Regions from separate parts of the Pan troglodytes genome. Here region 1 is linked to region 2. Evidence: chromatin contacts called from public Hi-C data. All regions are on one chromosome and are shown on one strand. The core of a region is the stretch at or near the end of the contact, and the rest is flanking DNA. Distances in the headings are between cores, read along the strand shown.

Region 1 (7,139 bases), core at 384-2,883, 320 kb before region 2:
AGGCTTGGGTGGGGAGGAGCCCCTCTGCAGATGCCCAATCCCCCTAATTTACGTATCGCACACCTCTGAATGGCGCCTATGGTTCTTTTTCTCCTTCATCATCATCATCTTCTTTTTCTTTTTTTACTACGCTTTGCAACCTACCTTGGTACCCTCAACCCTTCTACCCCCACCTTCCCTCTGCAGTGCAAGGCTTGAAAAACAGGCCATCCCACCAATCAGCAGGCCTCCTCGGGAAACTCGCTCCGCCCCTCAGCCGCATTGGGCCGAGGCGCGCTCCCCCGCGGCCCGGCGGGTCCCAGCCACTGAGCATGCCCAGCGCCTCGACTGCTGAGTGCCCAGCCAGCATCCTGCAGTGCCTGGGAGCCTGAGGCCGAGGAGGGTCCCGGCGTAGTAAAGGGGCGGCAACCCCAAACGGGCCAGGCATCAAAATGAGACAGCATTAAACCGAGTGACATCTCTGTGGGTCCTTAGTGCCAGGCGAGCAAGCAGGGACAAACTGCTTGTTTATAGGTCAGCTTAAAAAATAAAAAAACTTTGGGGAGCGTTTGTTTGTGGGGAGACTGATACCGCAAGGTGACCCTGAAAGGGGCGCTTCAAGTAGACCCAGGCTGCTGATCTGGTCCACTCATGAAGTACCCATTTTCCTGTACAGTTGAGCTGGCACCATCCTTGTTTTCTCCCTGTTATCCTTGTGGTCAAGGTTAAAAATTTATAGGGTGGTTCAATGGGTGTGGGAGCTGTGTGTGAAACAAACATTTCAGCCAATATTTGCACAGTAGGGTTTTGGCCTTATGAACCCTCTGAAGGTCCCTAACAGCTTTTTAAAGTCACGGATAGACTTCGGAATATGATAAGGGACCTCTCATTTCCCCTCCCCCATGCCCTCAGCCTTAGGTGTGAGTCCCCCCGTCACACGGATGGGCAAGGGGAGCAGGAGAAAAGGTGATATTTACATTTTCTCCCTACTTGATCAGCAACTAATTCCACAGCGCCGGACGTGAGACACTTCCTGGGGATCCCTGCTCTCCTTTTGTAGTGACCATAACTGCCCCCAGTCACTGCCCTTGGGCGTCCCTCTGTTCCTTCCAGGTACCTCACGGCAATAAATCTGGGGATCCCAAGGTGGAAGGCTGGCCCAGAAGTCCTTTAGAAAAACCTTAAAAAATACAGATCCCCTCACCATGGCCTATCGCCCTGAAGCCGAAATCTAGCTTTTAAATTTCCTGGGGGAAACAGCCTTGACTAGAAACCTCCCTCCCGTGGGTCAGTTTTACCTGATAGGTAAGAGGCAGCCCGGCTCCGGCGCCCCCGCCTCCCCCCGGCCTCCCACTCGGGGCTCTGTAGCCGCAGTGCCCCCCCGTCGCCCCCCACCCTCACTCCTGCGTCTTCCCGAGCTCGCCCCCTCCCGTTTTCCCAGACTCCCCTCGTGCTTTCGGGTAGCCACCCAAACACCCCCGCCTGCGCCCGCCGCGGGGATTCCTGCGGGCCGGGGGCGCCCTGGGTGGCGCGCGTGTAGGGAGGCGCTGCGCCGGAGCTGGCGGCCGCGCAGGGGCGCTGTCCTAGCGCTGCGCCGGGGTCGGCGCGGGCGCCGCTGCAGCACGGCTGGGGGGCGGAGAGGGGCGGGCGCGGGGCGGGCTCGGCCCGGAATGTAGAGACCCGGGCGGGAGCCTCCCGGCGGCGGCTGCCCGGCTGCCGAGCGCGGAGGCTCCGTCACGTGTTTTTCTCCTCCGAGTGAGACGGCGGCGCGGTCGGAGGGGGCCGGCGCGCAGAGCCAGACGCCGCCGCTTGTTTTGGTTGGGGCTCTCGGCAACTCTCCGAGGAGGAGGAGGAGGAGGGAGGAGGGGAGAAGTAACTGCAGCGGCAGCGCCTCCCGAGGAACAGGCGTCTTCCCCGAACCCTTCCCAAACCTCCCCCATCGCCTCTCGCCCTTGTCCCCTCCCCTCCTCCCCAGCCGCCTGGAGCGAGGGGCAGGGATGAGCCTGTCCCTCCGGCCGGTCCCCAGCTGTACTGGCTGCCCAGTAGCGTTTCGCATGGAAAAGCCACTTTCTCCGCCCGCCGAGATGGGCCCGGGTGGGGGCTGCAGAGGACGCGCCCGCGGGCGGCGGCAGCAGCAGCAGCAGCAGCAGCAACAGCAACAGCAACAGCCGCAGCGCCGCGGTCTCTGCGATTGAGCTGGTATTTGGGCGGCTGGTGGCGGCTGGGACGGTTGGGGGGTGGGAGGAGGCGAAGGAGGAGGAGGGAGAACCCCGTGCAACGTTGGGACTTGGCAACCCGCCTCCCCCTGCCCAAGGATATTTAATTTGCCTCGGGAATCGCTACTTCCAGAGGGGAACTCAGGAGGGAAGGCGCGCGCGCGCGCGCTCCTGGAGGGGCACCGCAGGGACCCCCGACTGTCGCCTCCCTGTGCCGGACTCCAGCCGAGGCGACGAGAGATGCATCTTCGCTCCTTCCTGGTGGCGGCGGCGGCTGAGAGGAGACTTGGCTCTTGGAGGATCGGGGCTGCCCTCACCCCGGACGCACTGCCTCCCCGCCGGGCGTGAAGCGCCCGAAAACTCCGGTCGGGCTCTCTCCTTGGCTCAGCAGCTGCGTCCTCCTTCAGCTGCCCCTCCCCGGCGCGGGGGGCGGCGTGGATTTCAGAGTCGGGGTTTCTGCTGCCTCCAGCCCTGTTTGCATGTGCGGGGCCGCGGCGAGGAGCCTCCGCCCCCCACCCGGTTGTTTTTCGGCGCCTCCCTCTGCTCAGCGGCGGTGGTGGCGGTGGCAGCATGGCGAGCCCTCCGGAGAGCGATGGCTTCTCGGACGTGCGCAAGGTGGGCTACCTGCGCAAACCCAAGAGCATGCACAAACGCTTCTTCGTACTGCGCGCGGCCAGCGAGGCTGGGGGCCCGGCGCGCCTCGAGTACTACGAGAACGAGAAGAAGTGGCGGCACAAGTCGAGCGCCCCCAAACGCTCGATCCCCCTTGAGAGCTGCTTCAACATCAACAAGCGGGCTGACTCCAAGAACAAGCACCTGGTGGCTCTCTACACCCGGGACGAGCACTTTGCCATCGCGGCGGACAGCGAGGCCGAGCAAGACAGCTGGTACCAGGCTCTCCTACAGCTGCACAACCGTGCTAAGGGCCACCACGACGGAGCTGCGGCCCTCGGGGCGGGAGGTGGTGGGGGCAGCTGCAGCGGCAGCTCCGGCCTTGGTGAGGCTGGGGAGGACTTGAGCTACGGTGACGTGCCCCCAGGACCCGCATTCAAAGAGGTCTGGCAAGTGATCCTGAAGCCCAAGGGCCTGGGTCAGACAAAGAACCTGATTGGTATCTACCGCCTTTGCCTGACCAGCAAGACCATCAGCTTCGTGAAGCTGAACTCGGAGGCAGCGGCCGTGGTGCTGCAGCTGATGAACATCAGGCGCTGTGGCCACTCGGAAAACTTCTTCTTCATCGAGGTGGGCCGTTCTGCCGTGACGGGGCCCGGGGAGTTCTGGATGCAGGTGGATGACTCTGTGGTGGCCCAGAACATGCACGAGACCATCCTGGAGGCCATGCGGGCCATGAGTGATGAGTTCCGCCCTCGCAGCAAGAGCCAGTCCTCGTCCAACTGCTCTAACCCCATCAGCGTCCCCCTGCGCCGGCACCATCTCAACAATCCCCCGCCCAGCCAGGTGGGGCTGACCCGCCGATCGCGCACTGAGAGCATCACCGCCACCTCCCCGGCCAGCATGGTGGGCGGGAAGCCAGGCTCCTTCCGTGTCCGCGCCTCCAGTGACGGCGAAGGCACCATGTCCCGCCCAGCCTCGGTGGACGGCAGCCCTGTGAGTCCCAGCACCAACAGAACCCACGCCCACCGGCATCGGGGCAGCGCCCGGCTGCACCCCCCGCTCAACCACAGCCGCTCCATCCCCATGCCGGCTTCCCGCTGCTCGCCTTCGGCCACCAGCCCGGTCAGTCTGTCGTCCAGTAGCACCAGTGGCCATGGCTCCACCTCGGATTGTCTCTTCCCACGGCGATCTAGTGCTTCGGTGTCTGGTTCCCCCAGCGATGGCGGTTTCATCTCCTCGGATGAGTATGGCTCCAGTCCCTGCGATTTCCGGAGTTCCTTCCGCAGTGTCACTCCGGATTCCCTGGGCCACACCCCACCAGCCCGCGGTGAGGAGGAGCTAAGCAACTATATCTGCATGGGTGGTAAGGGGCCCTCCACCCTGACCGCCCCCAACGGTCACTACATTTTGTCTCGGGGTGGCAATGGCCACCGCTGCACCCCAGGAACAGGCTTGGGCACGAGTCCAGCCTTGGCTGGGGATGAAGCAGCCAGTGCTGCAGATCTGGATAATCGGTTCCGAAAGAGAACTCACTCGGCAGGCACATCCCCTACCATTAACCACCAGAAGACCCCGTCCCAGTCCTCAGTGGCTTCCATTGAGGAGTACACAGAGATGATGCCTGCCTACCCACCAGGAGGTGGCAGTGGAGGCCGACTGCCGGGACACAGGCACTCCGCCTTCGTGCCCACCCACTCCTACCCAGAGGAGGGTCTGGAAATGCACCCCTTGGAGCGTCGGGGGGGGCACCACCGCCCAGACAGCTCCACCCTCCACACGGATGATGGCTACATGCCCATGTCCCCAGGGGTGGCCCCAGTGCCCAGCGGCCGAAAGGGCAGTGGAGACTATATGCCCATGAGCCCCAAGAGCGTATCTGCCCCACAGCAGATCATCAATCCCATCAGACGCCATCCCCAGAGAGTGGACCCCAATGGCTACATGATGATGTCCCCCAGCGGCGGCTGCTCTCCTGACATTGGAGGTGGCCCCAGCAGCAGCAGCAGCAGCAATGCCGTCCCTTCCGGGACCAGCTATGGAAAGCTGTGGACAAACGGGGTAGGGGGCCACCACTCTCATGTCTTGCCTCACCCCAAACCCCCAGTGGAGAGCAGCGGTGGTAAGCTCTTACCTTGCACAGGTGACTACATGAACATGTCACCAGTGGGGGACTCCAACACCAGCAGCCCCTCCGACTGCTACTACGGCCCTGAGGACCCCCAGCACAAGCCAGTCCTCTCCTACTACTCATTGCCAAGATCCTTTAAGCACACCCAGCGCCCCGGGGAGCCGGAGGAGGGTGCCCGGCATCAGCACCTCCGCCTTTCCACTAGCTCTGGTCGCCTTCTCTATGCTGCAACAGCGGATGATTCTTCCTCTTCCACCAGCAGCGACAGCCTGGGTGGGGGATACTGCGGGGCTAGGCTGGAGCCCAGCCTTCCACATCCCCACCATCAGGTTCTGCAGCCCCATCTGCCTCGAAAGGTGGACACAGCTGCTCAGACCAATAGCCGCCTGGCCCGGCCCACGAGGCTGTCCCTGGGGGATCCCAAGGCCAGCACCTTACCTCGGGCCCGAGAGCAGCAGCAGCAGCAGCCCTTGCTGCACCCTCCAGAGCCCAAGAGCCCGGGGGAATATGTCAATATTGAATTTGGGAGTGATCAGCCTGGCTACTTGTCTGGCCCGGTGGCTTCCCACAGCTCACCTTCTGTCAGGTGTCCATCCCAGCTCCAGCCAGCTCCCAGAGAGGAAGAGACTGGCACTGAGGAGTACATGAAGATGGACCTGGGGCCGGGCCGGAGGGCAGCTTGGCAGGAGAGCACTGGGGTCGAGATGGGCAGACTGGGCCCTGCACCTCCCGGGGCTGCTAGCATTTGCAGGCCTACCCGGGCAGTGCCCAGCAGCCGGGGTGACTACATGACCATGCAGATGAGTTGTCCCCGTCAGAGCTACGTGGACACCTCGCCAGCTGCCCCTGTAAGCTATGCTGACATGCGGACAGGCATTGCTGCAGAGGAGGTGAGCCTGCCCAGGGCCACCATGGTTGCTGCCTCCTCATCCTCAGCAGTCTCTGCTTCCCCGACTGGGCCTCAAGGGGCAGCAGAGCTGGCTGCCCACTCGTCCCTGCTGGGGGGCCCACAAGGACCTGGGGGCATGAGCGCCTTCACCCGGGTGAACCTCAGTCCTAACCGCAACCAGAGTGCCAAAGTGATCCGTGCAGACCCACAAGGGTGCCGGCGGAGGCATAGCTCCGAGACTTTCTCCTCAACACCCAGTGCCACCCGGGTGGGCAACACAGTGCCCTTTGGAGCGGGGGCAACAGTAGGGGGCGGTGGCGGTAGCAGCAGCAGCAGCAGCGAGGATGTGAAACGCCACAGCTCTGCTTCCTTTGAGAATGTGTGGCTGAGGCCTGGGGAGCTTGGGGGAGCCCCCAAGGAGCCAGCCCAACTGTGTGGGGCTGCTGGGGGTTTGGAGAATGGTCTTAACTACATAGACCTGGATTTGGTCAAGGACTTCAAACAGTGCCCTCAGGAGTGCACCCCTGAACCGCAGCCTCCCCCACCCCCACCCCCTCATCAACCCCTGGGCAGCGGTGAGAGCAGCTCCACCCGCCGCTCAAGTGAGGATTTAAGCGCCTATGCCAGCATCAGTTTCCAGAAGCAGCCAGAGGACCGTCAGTAGCTCAACTGGACATCACAGCAGGTGCGTTTCATGGTGACAAAGTCAGAAGACAAAACTGCTTTTAACCTTGTGCTTGAATTCTGTTCTTCGCCTCTGCCCCTTCCTGTTCTTTCCCACTGCTTCCTCAGGGAGAATGCACTTACATTCTCAGGGCACACAAGATGCTCACCCCACACTGACATCTGGCAGAGAGTCAAACAAACATGTAGGAGCAGCCACAGGAGGGCTTTTTCGTTTAGTGAAGTAGTTACTGCAGTATTTTTAAAACATATATCCTATGCCAGTTCCGAGGTTTGTAGACTTCCTCCGTAAGAAGCTTGATTTGTTTGTTGAAGTTTTCTTTTCACTATATATTTAGGTTAGCCCCTGGAAGGGACAGTTCTACAAAAAATATTTGTTAACACAGGGGCTAAACCCTTCCTTATCTTAAACTATCTTAATAGTTTCTGGGAGCCCTTAAGGTTGATCTTATCAAGTTGTTCTCTGTACTTTTGTTCTGTGATTTCATAATACTAGGGCAACATAAACAGCAGCGGGAAGCATTGATTTCTATTCATCCTGCCCTAAAAAGATCAGGAGTAAGAGCTTTTTAGAAATACGTATTTAGAGAGAAGTACCTATCTATTTTGTGATCTCTCAAGAAAGTAA
Region 2 (6,752 bases), core at 578-3,077:
TCTTCTAAATCCAGCAACACCACTGGAGTCTGATGGCTGGTAGAAGAATAATGTAAATTTTTCCAAAATGCTTTGAATCTCTGGTTCAGTCAATATAATTTTATTCTTTAGAGCTACATGGTCCCATAAGGTAGGATTAGCCACGTAGGGCTATGTCAACTAAAAGTAATTAAAATTAAACAAAATGAAAAATTCAGTTCTTTAGTCAGAGTGATTCCACATCAAGTGCCTAGTATCCATTACTGTGGAAGGTTCTATTGGTTCTGTACAGTGCTGTCTATAGGCATTTCATTTTATTAACATCTGATGTCTTTGGTCGCTTGCTTGATTGCTAAAAAAGGAAAAGTGGCAGGGTGGTGGAGCCTTGCTTGTCCATGTTAGGAAAACATTTATTTCAGCCTCTACAGGGCTTCTTATCTAAAAGTCTTCTATGCTCTCTCTTATTGGGTCCTTTACATGGGTCCATTCCAGCTCCTGCCTTGATCCTGTCTAATCAGTCCTTCTCACTGCTTCCAGCGTTAGCATTCTTTTTTTTTTTTGTTTTTTTTTTTTTGTTTTTTTTGAGATGGAGTCTGGCTCTGTTGCCCAGGCTGGAGTGCAGAGGCACGATCTCGGCACACTGCAAGCTCCGCCTCCCGGGTTCACGCCATCCTCCTGCCTCAGCCTCCCGGGTAGCTGGGACTACAGGCGCCTGCCACCACGCCCGGCTAATTTTTTATATTTTTAGTAGAGACGGGGTTTCACCGTGTTAGCCAGGACCAGGGTTAGCATTCTTAACCACAGGGCAATGGAAGTTATTTTTTTCCTAGGAAAACTTCAACTCTTCCCCATTACTCACAGAGTAACTTTTACTTTTCTTGATTTGGATTTGATCTGGCCCGAACCAACCCTTTCAGCTCTTTTTCTGTTTCTCTGACTATCCTATGCCCTGGCCACACTCAAATTCAAACACCCTTGGCTGCCTACCCACATATCTTTAGTCTTTTGCTCATGCTGTTCCTTGGAGCTCTAGGAAACGTGTCCATGCATCTTGGTTCAGTTTATGTGCCAGAACCTTTGTGAAAACTTCACAATCTTGCTGAACCAAAGTGTGTCACTATCTTGTCTAAGTGCTCACAGCACTTGCAGTTCTATTACATTTTTTTTTCCACTTAAATTTTTACGTGTTTAACTCTCCTACTGGGTGATAAGCTTTTTGATGCACAAGATCTTGCACCTCTGTGTCCTGCATAGCTTTCTACACATAGCTGTTTAACAAGAAATACACAAAGAGAGTTGAATTTAATTTGGGGTGAGGATAGAAAAAATGGTTAACTGGAGTCAGGGAGGGTGTGCTTAGAGAACCATTGCTGGGGGTTGTGTAGGATTATAAAGGATGCAGACTGGAGGAGGACTGAGGTTAAGATGAGAAACCTACCCTTGGCAGTGCTGAAAAACATAACAGAATTGTGCGGCAGCACTGCAGGCTGCCAATGTTTCATAGGTCACAAAACACCACGAGGCATTCCTCCTGATGGAGGTCAACCTCCAGCAGAGTGAGTCACTCTCTCCCTGTGCCCATGAGGCCCTTAATCCATGGCTCTGCAATATTCCAAGGCCTCAGGCTGAGCACTTCCTGGTGTCAGGGCCACCCTCTTGCTCTATCCTGCCTCCTTACCATGCACACTGCCCCATCCATCCTAGGGCCCAGTTTCATGCATCCCATAAGGAAGTTCGCAGTAAATTCTGACTGAATAAATTCAACCGTGAGCTAAGACCTGAGTGAAGGTAACCACAGGCAGAATGTAAAGCATGTAGATTGCCGAGTACAAACAGGAATGCGGAACATGTTGCCGGAGTAATTTTATTTATTTTCAAACAGCGCAGGGTCTTTGGGTCATCTCCACCATTTAACCCAGCGGTATCTTGGCATCCCTGGAATGCTGAATGCTGTTTGATCAGTCATCACTTTTGAGGTCTCCTTTCCACAAAAGGGCCTGTTTTTACTGAAGATAAAACTCTCTTTCCTTGTCTTCAAAAGGAAGCTCAGTACATTACAAAAAAAAAAAAAAAAAAATTCCCCCTTTGACTTTTCTCACTCTAAGTTTCCCAGGGGTCGATGTGAAGTGAAGGAGAATGTGGAGAATTGGAGCTGGAAGTGTTAGGAACCTTTTCCACGAATGGGAGGGAAGTTCATCAAAGCACATGTGTGGTCAAAGAAGCTTAAAAATAAACCTGATTTCTAACACAGAAAAGAAAAATTCATTAAGCTTTCAATAAGCTGCTTTTTTCAAGGAATAAAAAAATAAAAAAAAAAAGAGAAAGAAATGTCTGCCAACAGAGGAAAAGGCAATACACTCTTCCAAAAGGATCTTTTGAGTAAAAGGAACATGTAAATTCCAAGAAAAGTTAGTTAGAAAGAACAGTTTATTCTCACTGGTTCCTTCTCATCACATCAGTATTTATTTCCCCAAATGCCCTTTATTTATTCATTTTAAAGTATCATAGGTGTCTACATGTTGGTCAGGGCATAAAGAACTTTTCTTACCGCAAAGACCCTTTGGGACACCAAGCAGAGACCTCAGCTATCCTTTTAAATTCTCAGGACTCTGAAACCTAATGTCTGCGTAGACAAACAGGAGGGCTGCTGGAAGAAGGCAGGAGCCCAAGTAGTTAGCACATAGGCCGCTTACCAAGAAAATCACCAGGGTGTTCCAGCGTGAGCTGGTTTGACATCAATCCATACGATGGGGTTAGCGTGTGCCAGCTTCAGACTGTGTAACTTCTATTTACCGAAACTGTAACACATACTCATTGTGAGCTACAATTATCCACAGTTTAGTATGTTTATGAAACTATTTTGTGGTTATTTATTAAAAATAAAATTTATGTGTGCTTATTGAAGCTATATTTTGGCAGGCAAAAGAGGTTGGCAGAAATGTCTGAGTCAACAGCGGGCACTAGCCACTCTTTATGTCGTCATATAAAAACTTGTCAAATAATATTTAGTTTTTAATCTTCAGTTGCAAACATAAGGTTAGTCATGAAAAATATTCTGTGAGTTGGTCTCCTTGAAACAGGAGACTGAGTGTTTGGATTTAACTAAAGGTGATAATTAAGTTTCTGGCTTGTTTAAGGGTGATCTGTTATCCCTTTTCTCCCACCAACTTCTACTACCTGTTGTTTTATCCATGTTCCTCTTCCTCATGTCTTTAAGAGCTGTTTCATAATGATTTTTCATAATATGAGCTGTTTATCTACCAATACAAAAATGCAAAGACAAATATATTACTCGTGATCAAGGATAAATTATCCTGCCTGTATAGTCATGGTAGTATTCTCTTGGAGATCTTTTGGGAGCAAATGGATTATTTATTTTTTCTGAAATTTTTAGTTAATTATTTTATTTATTTATTGAGACAGGGTCTTGCTCTGTTTCCCAGGCTGGAGTGCAGTGGTGCAATCACAGCTCACTGCAGCCTCAAATTCCTAGGCTTAAGCCATCCTCCCACCTTAGCCTTCCAAGTAGCTGGGAGCACAGGTGCATGCCACCGCACCTGGCTAATTTTTCTCCCTATGTTGCCCAGGTTGGTCTTGAACTCCTAGGGTCTAGCAATTCTCCCACTTCAGCCTCCCAAAATGCTGGGATTACAGGTGTGAACCACCACACCCAGCTAGTTATTTAAATCACTATACTTACTTTCCAAGGGCCTTTTAAGAAGGAGGGTCTTCTTTTTTTTTTTTTTTTTTTGTTTTGTTTTGTTTTGTTTTGTTTAGTTTTTAGAAGGAGGTTCTTCTTAAAGTGGCTACAGTTAGCTTCAGGAATGTATAGTCCATCATAATTAACTATGTGTACTTACACACAAACTGGAATCATAGGAGTTTGTTCATAGGGATCCTGAATGGATAGAAAAATGGCATTAAGTAAGGGGCCTTGGGATTAGAAAGGATATTCTATGAATAGGTGGAAAAAGGAATTCTTTGTCTTTGACTCTACTTGCATAAAGATTCAACAGGAGAAGAGGAAAGATTTAGTATGGAATTGTTCAAGAATAAATCTTTCCTAAAGGGGAGATTCTGAGATGTGATAAATTGGAGTTGAAAAGACAGCCCAATGTACTTCTTGCTACTTCCTTAAATACCTTGAGTATGAGTCACTGCTGAGGTTGTGCTTTAGTTTTCCTTGAAAGAATTTCTGATCTCAACCGTAGAAGACATTTGTAAATTTTATATGTCAATTGTCTCTCGTGTCTCTGGAGTTTTGCTTTGGTTCTAGTAGAAGATCTGTTTTGAGCATGTCCTTGTTGACAGCGATTTGGTCCTGCAACAGAGTATTTGCTGCCAAGTAACCTAATCCACACACATTTTATTTATTTATTGAGTATCTTTTGTGAGCAAAGCTCTGTGCCAGGTGCTATAGAGAATGTACACCTAAGAGCCATTCCTCTAAGAAGGATGTAAAGTGAAAAAATGTGTTATCTATGAGTGGTCTCTATACTATAGTCTACAGTAGTTTGGATGCCATCATTGGGTTGAAACCTTATTTTGGATGAACCAAACACAATAATTCTGAGAACTGCAGGAATTTGGTATATTTGAAAACAAACATGCAGCAGAATAGGGCAAGAGAGTGGAAGGGAGGAATGTGTCTGGATCAGTAGGATCCAAATGAACCCATCACATGGTTTCAAAAGTCTTGTAGATAGCGTTCCCGAGGATGCAATTTGAGCCAGAGTCTGGTGAGAAGGATGTTCACTAGAAGGACTAGTCTTGGATTAACACATGTGGAAGCAGGAGAAGGAAGAAGGATTGGGCAGAGAGATAAGGGGCACTGGGGTTTGGGCCCAGTGACAGCCTTGGTTGACCCCATGAGGAGCAGTGGAACTATAATGGTTCTCCAGGGAGGTCCCCAGTTGGGTTGAGATGATTGGGCTTTTATACCTTCACATTGACCAATGATTGGATGAGGGCCTCCCCAGGATGGAGTGTGACCTCCTGGGTCAAGGCAGTTCTTTGCAGCTGCAACAACCCTGAAGGGGCTGGCAACACTCTCAGCCCGTGGACAACAAGTCTTTATTGAAGGGGGATCTGAGTGGTGCACCTTGGTGTCTACCTCAAAAATCTTATTTGCATTTAAAAAAAAATCATGTTTTCAGTTTTGGGAGAATAGTTTAGTGAGGAACAGAGTAGGAGTGGAAACCAATTAGAACACTTTTGAAATTGTTCAATGGAAGATGATCATGATGGTTTGAACTGCAAAGTTACTGTAAAATGGCAGAGTAGTAAATGGAACCGAAAGGCATTTTTTGACATAGATTTTATAGGAATAGGAAATGGATTCGATGGGTTACACAAGGGATAGAAATATACCTAGGATAAATCTGAGTCTTGCCATGAGCAAGTGGGAAAATAGAGATACCATTTATAGAGGAGGGACTTCTTGAGAAGAATTGTGAGCAGGGGCAGAAATGGGACTGAAGACTATTGGTGATTCAGCCAAGTGGCGTGCAGCCATGCAGAAAGTTGGATACATAATTCTGGAGCTTAGGAAGAAGGTCTGGAATGTTGTTTTATAATATGTTGCTGTGTTGCTGCAGAACCTCAGCAGGTGATAACTCCTAGGGAGGGAATGTGATAAACTGGGAAGGAGGTTCACAGAGAAGCCTAAGGCATGGCCATCTCTAGAAGTAAAGGAATGAACAGAGGACACAGAGGAGCTATCAGAGAGGCCTGAAGAAAACCAGCACCATGTGGTTTCCTTGAGGCTTAGGGAGGAGAACATTGAAAAAGCATTGTTAGCATTCTTTGAATACTAATGAGGAAGAACATCTATTTTAATTGTTATTGGTCATTTATTAACAACTTGATGGAGGCATATTTAACATATCATATAATTCACCCATTTCAAGTGTACAATTCAATGATTGCCTTTTCTTTAGTAAATTTACCAAGTTATATAATCATCATCCTAAACCAATTTTAGAATATTTTTATCACCCAACTAAGATTCTTCATGCAGATTCATTTGTTTTAGTCTTTATTTTGAGAAGCGCCTTTTAAATTAGCTTTTGCCTTTTTATTTTTAAATTTTTTTATTTTCAGGAACTTTTAAAAAAATTGGTATTTTGTTTTTTTGGATGTATATTTGAAAAATTGCTCTTCCATGTTGTCATTTATCCTTCAACCCAGTTTGTGAAGATGTTTTTCTCTGCAGAAACTTTACAGTTTTATGGAGTTAAATGTAATGGTCATTTCTTATATAAATAACTGCTTTTTTCATTTTTGATGTTATTAGAAAGCATTTTTTCCAAGATTATAAAAGTGTTTTCCTATATATTCTCCTATTATTCTTCTTGTTTTAATTTTTGGATTTTGATTTCTGTTTCCTTTGGAATTTATTTTGTTTTAAGGAAATAAGTGGTGATCCAGTTTTACCTTGTTTTCCAAACTGCTGGCCAATTGTTCCAAAACCAATTGTTCATGAATAAATATTGTCTCCATTGATTTGGTTAAATTACCATATTCTGCCTATGTTGGATCTATCCCTGCCTTAGTGCCACACTGTTTTATTTACTATTCCTTAGCAATACCTTTTAGTGTCTAATAGCATGAGACTGTAATAGAACTTGGTTAAGTGTCCATGTGACTGAGTGTATTAAAAAATTTTGTTACTACCCTCTTTCTCTAGCATCTCCCTTGGCCTTTTGTCTCTCTTTGGCTGCAATTAGACCCTCATTCCAAATATATCCTGCTAACCCTATGGCTTTGAGTTC

What was found. Hi-C and Micro-C count contacts between places; a contact is called where the count stands out from the background.
Region 1: a contact with region 2 is called in a Hi-C map of stem cell-derived neural progenitor cells, with 5 times the contacts expected there. The contact joins the promoter of IRS1 here to the enhancer-like site in region 2. A contact is called at or near these places in 2 of 7 Hi-C or Micro-C datasets (induced pluripotent stem cells and stem cell-derived neural progenitor cells) and 1 of 1 datasets of contacts at active chromatin or transcription factors (stem cell-derived excitatory neurons).

The regions. Positions count from the first base shown.
Region 1 is chr13:129,036,125-129,043,263 of NHGRI_mPanTro3-v2.0_pri, reverse strand. IRS1 (insulin receptor substrate 1) reads left to right here and starts at 1,633. Exons shown (of 2, transcript XM_003309496.6): 1 at 1,633-6,512. The coding sequence starts at 2,766. The coding sequence ends at 6,491.
Region 2 is chr13:128,717,371-128,724,122 of NHGRI_mPanTro3-v2.0_pri, reverse strand. No RefSeq gene overlaps it. Among named protein-coding and RNA genes, the nearest start is that of IRS1, 320 kb to the left of the region's middle. Within about 2 kb of position 1,827, at least 5 of the 24 cell types and tissues checked have an H3K27ac peak or open chromatin away from gene starts, as enhancers often do. A contact at or near this core is called in stem cell-derived neural progenitor cells, where this site is marked.